Regions from separate parts of the Mus musculus genome. Here region 1 is linked to region 2. Evidence: chromatin contacts called from public HiChIP or PLAC-seq data. All regions are on one chromosome and are shown on one strand. Each heading gives the region's core, a stretch centred on a gene start, on an enhancer-like site or on the middle of the called end of the contact. The rest is flanking DNA. Distances are from core to core; before and after follow the strand shown. Region 1 overlaps Usp29 (ubiquitin specific peptidase 29). Region 2 holds the start of Olfr1344 (olfactory receptor 1344).

Region 1 (6,522 bases), core at 3,931-6,430, 320 kb before region 2:
TGACAGCTATGGGGGTGGAGAGAGCTAGAGGCAGAGATGCAAGAAGAGCTGAGGTAACCCAGCCCAGACTTAAGCTTCCACAGTTGCTCTGGCTTTAGGCAGCTACGTCATCTGGGGTGTTCTACCCCACCCCTGTCCAGTCCCCTCTTTTAAAGAATTTTCTTTAAAGACTTTTCACAATCAAAGAAGTATGTGCTCTTTGTAGCTGTGTTGGAAATCACACGGGAGTTGGGTGGGGTGGGGAGCGGGGAGGGTTATCAAAGATGAAAGAAAGAAAGAAAGAAAGAAAGGAAGGAAGGAAGGAAGGAAGGAAGGAAGGAAGGAAGGAAGAAAGAAAGAAAGAAAGAAAGAAAGAAAGAAAGAAAGAAAGAAAGAAAGAAAGGAAGAAAGAAGTACCCACAAGCAGGTAAACTGGAGTCTTTTCACTCATTCTTTTCCACGAAGATCTATTCATAAAAAAAAAAATGAAAATTCGAGAATACTATGTTTTTCATCACTTCCCAAGTGAAGGCCTGGTAGAATTTTGTTTTAAGTGTGGGGAGTCACAGAAAGGAAGTAGAAACCACACTGTCTTAATGGAGTTTTCATATTCCACATGCTTTTACTGTTCCCGCCCTCACCCTGCCCCCCATACAGTACCTCATCAGCTTGCCTTCCACTCTGATCAGACATTATTTAGAGATGTCATCTCTGGAATATGAAACATGTTTACCAGTCAACTATTAGTAAATACTTAGCCGGGATATTATATTGTCATTATTGTTGGTTTTGTTTTGCTTTTGTTTCTCTCTCTCTCTCTCTCTCTCTCTCTCTCTCTCTTTTGGTTTTTCAAGTCAGGGTTTCTCTCTGTAGCCTTGGCTGTCCTGGAACTTTCTCTGTAGACTAGGCTGGCCTCAAACTTACAGATATTCTTCTGCCTCTGCCTCCTGAGACATGCGTGTGCACATAAATGTATTAGTATGTATGTGTATTCATATGTGTGTGTAGAGACCGAGATCAACCTGGGATATGATTCCTTAGGGGCCATGCACCTTATTTTGTTTTGGGGTTTTTGTTTGTTTGTTTGTTTGTTTGTTTGTTTTTTAGACAGGGTTTCCCTCCCTTTTATCTGGGACTCACCAATCTGTCTAGGGCAGCTAGCCAGGGAGCCCTGGATACTGCTGTTCCCATGAATCAGGACTGATATTATGAGCCTCCACTGTCCTGTCCATCAGCTTCATGTGGTGCTGGGGATCGAACTCAGGTCCACATGCTTCCATGGCAAGCATTTTACCCAGTGAATAGTTATCCAAGTCTGGGTGGGTTTTGTTTGTGTTTAGGAGGAGGAGGTGTTGTTTGTTTTTCTTTTTAAACAGACACATCTTGCTTATTTAGTTATATTCTAGTTTGATTTCTATTGCTGAGATAAAGACCATGGCCAAGGATTGATTTTATCTCAGTTTATAGAGGATAGTTCATTATGAAGAGAAGGCAAGGGAGGAACGCAAAGCCAGACCCAGAGGCAGGAACTGAATCAGAAGCCATGAGGGAACACAGCTTACTAGCTTGCTCCTGTGTCTGCTTTGTTATTTAACCAAGGAATATGGTGCCCAGGGATGGCACCATATTCAGTGGGCTGGGCCCCTCTGCATCAGTCATCAAATCAAGAAAATGCCTTCACAGACTTGCTTACAAGCCAATCTGATGTGGACATTTTTTCAACTGATGTACCTCTTCCTCAAGGATGACTTATTCAAAGATTTCTCTAGCTTGTGTTGACAAACAAACAAACAAAAAACATACTGACCTGTACAGTATATTTCTGTATCTTAGAAGCAGGCTCTCATGAAACCCAGACTGGCCTTGAGCTTTCTATACATAGGTGAGGATAATGTGACCTTCTGATCCTCCCGTCTTAACCTCCTTAGTGGTAGAATTATAGGAGCACACTATACATCAGCTTTGTGCTTCAGGCTGAACCCAGGGAGTTGTGCATGCTGGGTAAAAACTCTGCCAAACTCAGCCCTGGGGTTACTCTTTTGAGGCTTAGAATTATTTTTGCTCTATCTATCTATCTATCTATCTATCTATCTATCTATCTATCTATCATTATCTATCAATCTAACTATTATCTATTCATCTATTATCTATTTATCTCCCATCTATCCATTCTGACTATCACCTATCCACCCCTTATCATCTTTGTATCTATAATTTAACATTCAGTGATTATCTTGGCAGCTATTTATCAATCTATAATCCATCTGTCTCTTCATCGTCTATCTTCTAGTCACCATCAATCTATGTATCTATCATCTGAGTAGCTATCACTTATCATCTATCTATTATTCTGGATCTTATCTCATTAGAAACTGTATTATGTTAGAAATTGTAATATCAAACAGAGCTTGCGCTCATAGATAGCCCCTGACCCCCCCCCCATACATTCATTTTCCTACACCTGACTTTATCCCTCTTCATCTAATTTAGATTCAATGGTCCATCCTGACAGTCATTCCATTGATATCTAACAAATTACCATAAATGTTGTATCTTAAAAAAAGTTCAAGTCCCATGGTGGTGATACAAGCCTTTAATTCCAGCACTCAGGAGGCAGGTATCCGTGGAGTCTGAGGTCAGCATGGTCTACAGAGATAGATCTAGGACAGCCAAGGCTAAACAAAGAAACCCTGTTTCTTGGCAGGGAGTAGGTCATAGCCAGGCATCATGACACATATCTTTACATAGCAACTTCTAGGGCAGTCAGGGCTATAGTGAGACCCTTTCTCAGATAAATATTTTTAATGTTAATTTGTCATTTCACAGTCCAATTGGAGGCCAGGAAAGCTCAAATGGACTCTTCACTTATGATTCTCCAGGACTGGGTTCTATTGCATAGGCCTTGGAAGAAGAATCAACAGGTCTCTCTCTTTGCCATTTATGACCTCAGTATTGACCCACCTTAGTGATCCTCATCTCTTAAGGAAGAAGTGACTGGTGTGCAGCACCTAGACTTCCTGCCAACATCAGCATCTAATCACCAGCTCTTTGGTGAACCTTGTGAAATGTGGTTCTTCCTACCCTCTTCAAGACTGCAGGCAAAAGCAAAAAATGGCCAAACTCTTTACAAACCTAAGGAACCCTGAGCCAGAACCATCTGGCCAGATCATTGCTGATTTCCTAAACTACAGAAATGACATGAATGCCAAGTGTGGTGGCCCTCACCTTTAAACCCAGCCCTGGAGAGGCACAGGTAGGTGGATCTCTGTGAGTTCAAGGCTAGCCTGGTCTATATAGCCTACTTTAGACCAGCCAGGGATACAGAGTGAGACCCTGCTTCAAAAAAAAATTATCATGTGTTGAAGGAGTATAAATACAATATATATATGTATGTGTGTGTGCGCTCACGTGCTTTTTTTTTTTTTTTTTTTTTTTTTTTTTTTGTCTACACACATACATGCCTGAGGAGTTGGCTACCCAAAAAGCTAGAGGTACAGATGGTTATGAACTACCAAACGTGGGTGCTAGGAACTAGACCTAGGTACTCTGCAAGAGAAATATGTACTCTTAGCCACTAAGTCGTCTCTTCAGCCCCAGGGATTTTCTCAGTTGGGTTCATTGAGATGGGAAGACACCTCCTGACTGTGCAAGGCACCATTGCCTGCTGTGTCTGGGATGAATGAATATGGGGGAGTTAACTGAGCAGAGACAAGTACAGGATAATACATTTCTCTCTGTTCTTGACTGTGGATATGAAGTGATGCCTCACATTTCTACCTCCATGCCCTCCCAAAATGATGGACTGTAGCCTGGTTGGCTTTTTGTTTGTTTATTTGTTTATTTGTTTGTTTGTTTGTTTTTCAAGAAGCTAAATTCTCATTATGTAGTTTTGGCTGTCCTGGAACTCACTGTGCACACCAGGCTGGCCTCAAACTCACAGAGATCCGCCTGCCTCTGCCTCTCAAGTGCTGAGATGAGTGCCACCTTGCTTGGCTTGAACTGGAACTGGAACTATGAATCAAATAAACCCTTCTCCTTTAAGTTGCTCTTGTTAGTGCATTTTATCACAGCAATGGGAAAGGAAATTGAGACAACATTCATGATCAGTCATCTCTCTATAGCCATCAGCTGCAGGAACTTATATCCCCAAACCTTAACACATAGTGTATTTACTTTGTCGAAGCACAGTAAGATGACTAATTGCTCACCAAATTCATACACCGAATTCCTCATCCACTCAGAAGGTGACTATAGTTAGAACTAGGGTCTCTTTTAGTGTAATGGAGTTCAGGGTGAATGCTAAGCTACTATGACTAACATCCTTATGAGAAGAAAAGAATGTGACTCAGACACACACAGAGGAGCATGTGATCTGACAAGAAGATAGGCACCTGAAAGTCATGAGAGGGAACTGTGGAACAGCCAACCAACTGTAGGGTGGGGGTGGGGAGTAGAAATTAACAAAGATGACTCTATCAAGTAGGAACATTGCAAGAACCAGAAGACCTGGACATGGGCTCTAAGATGGTGCTTTCTGTATATGACAGGGAAACTTCACCTGTGAACTCTCAACAACATTGTTGCCTGAACAAGACCAGCATAGTGATACCACCAGTTGACATGACAATGATGGGGCACCCTCACAAGGCCCCACCTCTACAGGAAGAGCCACAGGCAATTAATAACTACAGAGACATGGAGAATCGGTCTTCTCCAGGGACAACCCCGATAGAGCATACACTCCAAAGCAGTCACATAGGAGCAACACTAAAAGGACTTAACAGGAGGGGTGTGTGTGCGTGCGTGCGTGTGTGTGTGTGTGTGTGTGTGTGTGTGTGTGTGTGTGTGATGCATTTGATAGGGACTGGGGAGATGGCACAGGAGGAATTGGATGTGAGGAGGGGGAGGGGTGGAAACGTTGTAAATACAGTTCTCACTTACAAAACTCCCAAAACATTTTCAAAAGAAAGAAAGAAATTAACATACAAAAGGCCCTGCGAGGAAAAACTGGCAGCTTTACTTCACCTGGGCTTCAAGAAATCAGAATGCTCTGGAAAGCCTGAATTGAAGGAACCCAGCGGGGTGGGTAGTATGTTAATGACCCGTAAAAAAGTCACTGCCGACCTCACTGCTCCCCTTGTCCCCATTCGCGCCTTCTGGGAACCAAGCCCTAAGGCAGGCTTGGTGTAGCTCTCCCCTCCCCTTAACCTCTCTCCTAATGATCTCTTCCCAGTAATGATCCACCTGGCTCTCTACAAACACCTGGAAACTTTAGCATCTGCCTTCTAGACTCACATCAGCACCTGGATCTTGGAGTTTTTAGCCTCCAGAAAAACAACAAACAGTCCCTGCGTCTGCTAGTACTCTGTTGTGATGGCTCAAGCCAATGAATTCAGCTCGATATCTGAAATTATAAAAAGACAATACTCGATTTACTTCTTCCCACAAGAGAGAGCTAGGCTAATCCGGAGTCTCTCTGAAGCATGGTACTGTTCTATGAAGGGTCTGGGGGCAGCAGAGGACAGGTGCTGTCCAGCTTTCAAAGACAGAAAAGGACTGACATTAACGTCATCTGCAGAAGTGTGGTCTCTGGAGTGAGACCCCGCTGGATTGGTTGGCATGCAGAGGCGTGTTTATCAGACTGAGTCCATCTTTGATGGGCCCGGCTATCCAAAGCAAAGCAATTGTTTGGCTTGCAGAAGCGTGTCCACCGAGGCGAACCGTCATTGATCAGTTGAACGGGGTTGTATCTGATTCTGATAGCTACTTCCTTCCCTGGCTATGAACCAATATAGCTTTTCCTTAGCTCACGGGAACTTTCTTACTCTTGACATACTGTTTTTCAGGTAACTGTGGCCCCAGTATACTGCAGTGGACTGAGCCAAGGACAGCTGTGCATTACTTGAATGTGGGAATGATCATTGTTTCACCATGTGTGCCTTGTTGGGAAATTTGCATGAGAATGAGTCAAGGGTATGCACATGACCAATTTTAACTTTTGTTTACTTATTTTTTAATTTTAAGATTATATTCATGTATTTATTGTGTGCATGTGTACATATGTACATAATATATGTATGGACATACATACACATACGTACACACAGATCTGTGAGGATAAATTGGCACAGGTAAATCTGGAGCCATCAATCCCTCACAGCCTACAATTATGCGTAATTTTCTAAGGAACACTAGAGCCCTTCAGTTTGGAGTTAAAGATGCTTCTGGCCCAGGAGAATCTGGTGTGACCTGGAAGTGACTTGACAGATTCACCCAAAGACCAGAGTAAAGCCAAGCCAAACGAAACCAACCAACCAACCAACCAACCAGCCCAAACAAACAAATGAAAAGCAAAGAAAAAAGTAGAAGAAATAAAATAAAAGTCAGGGATAAGTAAGGTGACTGACTAGTTCTGGAAAGTTCGGTGATCAATGAAGAGAAAGACAGTGTGTGTGTGACAACATGGAGGTGGCTGTTGACCTTGAAGAGAGGGTTTTCGATGGAATGGCAGCAGGTAGACCTGACTGGAGCCAAGCTAAGAGA
Region 2 (6,315 bases), core at 1,651-4,150:
CACAACCTTTTCTCACTGTAACCTGATTGTCTTAGGTGTTTAGCATAGCAATGGAAAGTTGACAAAATGAGATTACATGCCAACGTTTGTTGACACCTTTGAAATAACCCATTTCTCCTGTCTCAGTGAACATCTATGCAGTTGTGATGTAGAGTTTAGATCTGAAGAAACCAAAGCACACAATCAAAAACTAAGGCAGTGGCAGGCACAAGAAGTACATTTGCTTGTCTACAAAGGTGAAAATAGTGTCTGGAGAGATAGCTCAGTAGTTACGAGCACATAGTGCTCTTGCAGAGGGCTGGAGTTCAGTTCTCAGCACCCACGTGTGGCAGCTCACAACAGCCTGTAACTCCACTTCCAGGAGATATACCTTCTCCTGTATCCTGAGAACACCATCACTCTTGGGCACATACCCATACATAGACACGAATATACACATAACTAGAAATTAAACTGTTATTAAATCAACCTTCTTTTATGATACAAGTCCTGAGAAAATTCAGAAAAAAAAAAAAGATTTGTCAAGACAATAAAAGATTTATAAGATACCTATAGACATTTTATTAAATGGAAAAAACCTCAAAACATTTCTAGTCTTGTTTTAAGGACAGAGAAACATAGAGGACCAAAAGTCTGGGAGGTCAGAAAGAAGAGGTACTGGGGTAAATATGGTCAAAGTACGTAGTGTGAGTGAAAATATTCATAAACATCATCACAACGTACCATGAATTTCAGTCCCCCTGACTCTGCCTCCCGAGTGCTGAGATAACAGGCCTGCCCCACCACCTTTGGGTTTCTGAGATTGTTGAGTTTGCTTTTTGCCTGATGTCAGGGGTGCTAAAGCAAGGCCCTGCTATCTTCAAATTATTTTTACATTTTTAAGTAATTTAAAAAGTAAAAGAGTTAGGGCTGGAGAGATGGCTCAGCAGTTAAGGGTGCTGGCTACCTTGCAGAGGACCTGGGTTCAAATCCCAGCATCCACATGTTCCTCACAATCATCTGTAAATTCAGTCCCAGGGAATCCAGCACCTTCTGGTGTCCTTGGACACTGCATACACATGCTGCACACACATGCTGCACACACATGCACTCAGGCACACACACATATGTATAAAATAAATGCTTTTATTTTTTCAATTTTTTATACATTTTTACTTAAAATAGAATTACATTGCTTTTCCCATTTTCTTCCCTTCCTCCAGCCCCTCCAAGTATCCTCACTGCAGATTTAGAGATGCACAGATATTCTGTAATATTCAGACACCAATGGCCATTAATAGTTTTCTGGGTGCAGCCCCAAGTTTCTTTCTTGCTTTATCTGTTCTTGCTCGCTCTCCATTCCTCCCTCCCCCCTCTCCCTCCCTTCACAGTCACAGCAGTGCAGTAGCCACAGCAACTCTGAAAGCATTTCTCATCTAATTCTTTATTTGAAAGTTCCAGCAGGAATGTGACTCACTTCTAGGTAGAGTGCTCCTCTGGTATGCACTGGTAAGTCAACCATGCTTCATTAAAGGGCTCCACACCCATGAGTATCTAGGGAGCACAAACTGGACTCCAAGGAGTGATTTTATTAAGTTGAGGAGTGGATGGGGGGGGGGGGAGGTTAGATCTTGGACGATTTTAGGGAAGGCATGGGCAATGGACATGATCAAAATACAGTCTGAGAAATTATGTCAATAAAGACATAATATTCAAGATTTTTTCAAAGAAATCTCTATGTAGGGACATATCCATTTAATTCCAGCACTCAGGAGGCAGAGGCAAGTGAATCTCTGTGAGTTCGAATCCAGCCTGGTCTATCCAACGAGTTCCGGGCTAGTTAGGGCTATACTGAGATCCTCTCTCAAAAACTTAAAAATAAAACAAAAGAAGATACCTCCATGGAATTTGAACAGACCAGACTGAGAGAAAATTCTGTGCCCCGCAGAAGTCGCTTAGTGCAACACAATGCGCGTCCCCCGCAGCCGGGCCAGGGCATAGCGAGCTGCCATGTGGACCTCACGGTTTCGAAGGCTGTAGATGAGTGGATTGAGGACAGGTGTGACCACCAGGTAGAAAACTGCCACCAGTTTATGGTGTCTAGCAGGAAGATCACTAGAGGCTTTGGGCCGCAGGTACATGGCACTCACCGTGCCATAGAAGAGCCCCACCACAGCCAAATGTGAGCTGCAGGTGGACAAAGCTTTGTGGCGACTTCCAGCAGAAGGCAACTTGCGCACAGCAGCCAGAATCCAGGTGTAAGAGGCTAGGATGAGGACCAAAGGTACCAGGAGGATGGGCACGCCCAGGCCATAGACCAGCCTGTAGTTGGCTGTGGTGTCCGCACACGCTGTCCTCAGCACCGCAGGTAGCTCACAGAAGAAGTGGTCCACCGCTGCCCTCCCAGGACAGAAGGGCAGGCGTAGTGCAGCCACCGCATTGGGTACAGAGAGTGCAAAGCCCAGTGTCCAGGATGCTCCAGCCAGCGCTGCGCAGCGGGGGGCGGTCACCAGGGTCGCATAATGCAGCGGTCTGCACACAGCCAGGCAGCGGTCCAGGGCCATCGCTGCCAAGAGGATGGCCTCGCAGCTGCCCAGGGAGATGCCCACGTACAGCTGCGTGCCACAACGTACCAGGGAGAGGCGGGCACTGCGCATGGTCATGTGTGCCAGCGCCTGCGGTAGCGTGGTACTCACATAGGCTGTGTCCAGCAGGGCCAGGTGGGTCAGCAGGCGATACATGGGCCGATGCAGTCGTCTGTCCAAGGCTATCAGACCCACTAGGGCACCATTACCCAGCACAGTGGTGAGGTAGGCTAGAAGAAGTGAGGCCCACAGCAGGGGGCGCAGGGAAGGTGGGGCCCACAGTCCCAGCAGCAGGAACTCTGTGGTTCCTGAATCATTGAGGGTTCCCGGGCCCATCCTGGAGACAGAGACAAATAGCAGGGTCACTGCAGACAGTCTGAGCTGGGAGTGTAAGGGATGGCAGGACCCAGCTCCTTCTCCATTAGTCTCCCTTCCCAGCACTCTCCTTCCTCATTTTCCCGCCTCATTTTCCCTCTCCTCCCACCACACACACACACACACACACACACACACACACACTCCAACTCTTAAGTTACATCTTGTTTACCCCCGCCCCTCACCCACCCCCCCGTGCCTCTTTATGGTTACAATAGCTTGCTGTTGTAACTTGCACATATATTGAAGGAAAAAATGTTTCTGAGTCTGAATTTTTCCCTCATAAAATAAAGGTTTTGAGTGAGAGCCCAATGAGCTGAGCTTAATCTTTGACAAACTCACACAATGGAAGGAGGCAACCAACCCTAACCTCCACATAACACACACACAAAGACACAGACAGACAGACAGAGAGACAAACAGAAAGACAGTGAGAGAAGAAAATAAATAAATTAAAATACATTATTCATATCGTTTTGTAAAAGAATTCTCTCTCTCTCTCTCTCTCTCTCTCTCTCTCTCTCTCTCTCTCTCTTTCTCTCTCTCTCCCTCTCTTCTCCATGAGCTGGACCTGAGATACACAAATATCCAAGTCTTCCAGTGGTTATAAACCCACTGAAGTCATAGGTACTTGGAAGTCAATTGTGAGACATGCCTATAGACATACCTAGCAAATATTGGGTCAAGACCGTGATAGAAGAAAGATGGAGAGAGAACAAATCGCTCAGGAGCATTTCTGCCCTATGTGCACACAATTGCTTTGTACAACGGGCTCTCTGGATCACAAAACATCTTATTCATTCCCTGTGGGTGTCCATTACGAATCTGAAGCCTCAACAGACTCACCTCCCAGAAACTCCTATCGCCTCCTTTACCACATGGATTCTTTGCCCAGTTCCGCACTCAGACTTGCTCCATAGCTACACATCCCCATCATGGAGTAGATAGATGCTTCCCACCTCCAAGGATACACAGTATGCTCGAGGCTCCTGGGCTCGGAAGCAGGAAAAACAGCAAATTATCCAGGCTGTGATCAGGTAGGAGGAGTTAAAGCCCTCTACCCAGATCCACAGAGAGTTCTGACACAGAGGGACTGGGGGAGCAATTACAAGGCTCCTCGCCTTGCTCTCTCCCTAGGTCAGGACATTGGGACCACACTTGACTCTCACAAGAACCCATTATTGGCCATCAGTAATGAGGCTTCAGTGGGTTGATCTCGGCCCTGGGTCCCCATGGGCCCCATCTACCTTTTCTAGATGTGAGACTGGAGGTCACCCTGAGAGAAAAGCTAGGAAAATTCCTCTCTGTTCTATCATTGTCTCCATCTCTCTTTGAAGGTTCCTTATCTAATAATACTTCGGGGCTTTTCCTTTTTATAAATTTTAGTTACATGTATATACAAGATTTCTCTGTTCTTCTTGAGTTTCATGTGTTTTTCAAACTGTATCTTGGGTATTCTAAGTTTCTGGGCTAATATCAATGAGTACATATCATATGAGTTCTTTTGTGATTGGGTTACCTCACTCAAGATGATGCCCTCCAGATACATCCATTTGCCTAGGAATTTCATAAATTCATTGTTTTTAAAAGCTGAGTAGTACTCCATTGTGTAAATGTACCACATTTTCTGTATCCATTTCTCTGTTGAGAGACATCTGGGTTCTTTCCAGCTTCCGGCTATTATAAATAAGGCTGCTATGAACATAGTGGAGCATGTGTTCTTATTACCAGTTGGAACATCTAAGACCAAAGTGTGGACACTTCGCCCCTTCTTAGAATTGGGGACAAAACACCCATGGAAGGAGTTACAGAGACAAAGTTTGGAGCTGAGACGAAAGGATGGACCATCCAGAGACTGCCCCACCCGGGGGTCCATCCCATAATCAGCCACCAAATGCAGACACTATTGCATACACCAGCAAGATTTTGCTGAAAGGACCCTGATATAGCTGTCTCTTGTGAGGCTATGCCAGTGCCTGGAAAACACAGAAGTGGATGCTCACTGTCAACTATTGGATGGAACACAGGGCCCCAATGGAGGAGCTAGAGAAAGTACCCAAGGAGCTGAAGGGGTCTGCAACCCTATAGGTGGAATAACAATATGAACGAACCAGTATCCCAGAGCTGGTGTCTCTAGCTGCATTTGTAGCAGAAGATGGCCTAGTCGGCCATCATTGGGAAGAGAGGCCCCTTGGTCTTGCAAACTTTATATGCCCCAGTACAGGGGAAACACCAGGGCCAAGATGCAGGAGTGGGTGGGAGGGGAGGGGGGAAGGATATAGGGGACTTTTGGGATAGCATTTGAAATGTAAATGAAGTAAATACCTAATAAAAATTGGAAAAAAAATTTAAAAGAACAAAAAAATATTTCTTCTCTCAGTTTATCCTAAAGGAACTTAATGTTTATGTTATGGTTTTCAGTTAACTTTTTTAGCCGGATTCCTGAGTGTGTGAATGAGTGGCCTCTGTTTATTGTGCCTTCTCTTGGGTCCTTTTCCTTCTGCTTGTTTGTTTTATCTAACTCTGATTAGTTAGTTTTGTTTTATCTTATTTTATTTTATTATTATCCCTTAGAAGCCTGTTTGTTTTCTAATAAGAGACTGAAAGGGAGGTAGATAGAAATGAGAGGGGAAGAGGAGAGGAACTTGGAAAAGGACAGGGAGGGGAAATCATATTCAGGATTTATTATGTGAAGGGGAAAAGTCTATTTTCAATAAAAGGTAAAAAAAAAAGAGTCAGACAAGGATTACGTTTTCTGCAAGCATTTAGAATCAAAACAATCACATTAACTTCACAACAGCCAAACATCATTTGCCAAGAGTGTTAAATATCTGTATCCTGGGCCACCAAGATGACTCAGAGCTTAAAGGAGCTTGCCACCAAGTCTGCTGACCTCAGTTTGGCCCCATATGGTAGAAAGAAATCCACATTACTAGGTCAGGACTGGGGTAGGCAATGCAGACATAAACGAGAGAACCGGCATCTCCAGGAGAAGAATTATTTTTTTAATCAGAACAACTGAAGGACTGCGGTCTCTCGGTGAGGTGGAGACTCCACACGTGGCATGGACACTTGAAATTTCCCTGCAGTCTGAGAGTGATCGATGCCATGATCCTCTTATTAGAAACTTCTGGAACCTGACAGCCCACAGGTGTCAATGATGAAGTCAACATTCCTACCCAGAGCTTCTCAGGCCACCTGAGGCTTTGAGGTCATTAACTCTCTACTAAGTAGAAAATGACACCCCCTTCCCTCCACTCCTCATCAGTGGCACACACACACACACACACACACACACACACACACACACACACACACACACACACACACAGGTGCACACGGGCTCTCACACACATGCACACACAGCAAATGAGTG

The links. HiChIP or PLAC-seq counts read pairs in DNA pulled down with a chosen protein or histone mark.
Region 1: an H3K4me3 HiChIP or PLAC-seq map of embryonic stem cells shows a contact between it and region 2, with 18 read pairs. The contact joins the enhancer-like site here to the promoter of Olfr1344 in region 2. A contact is called at or near these places in 6 of 39 promoter capture datasets (the 3T3-L1 cell line, the HPC-7 cell line, cranial neural crest and 2 more), 1 of 15 datasets of contacts at CTCF or cohesin (the NIH/3T3 cell line), 1 of 115 datasets of contacts at active chromatin or transcription factors (embryonic stem cells) and 2 of 9 other capture datasets (adipose tissue and embryonic stem cells).

Annotation. Positions count from the first base shown.
Region 1 is chr7:6,758,944-6,765,465 of GRCm38.p6, reverse strand. The region is part of intron 2 of Usp29 (ubiquitin specific peptidase 29); the gene reads right to left. Among named protein-coding and RNA genes, the nearest start is that of Usp29, 32 kb to the right of the region's middle. Within about 2 kb of position 5,180, at least 24 of the 459 cell types and tissues checked have an H3K27ac peak or open chromatin away from gene starts, as enhancers often do. A contact at or near this core is called in embryonic stem cells, where this site is marked.
Region 2 is chr7:6,436,487-6,442,801 of GRCm38.p6, reverse strand. It overlaps Olfr1344 (olfactory receptor 1344), which reads right to left and starts at 2,900. Exons shown (of 1, transcript NM_177061.3): 1 at 1,935-2,900. The coding sequence starts at 2,900. The coding sequence ends at 1,935.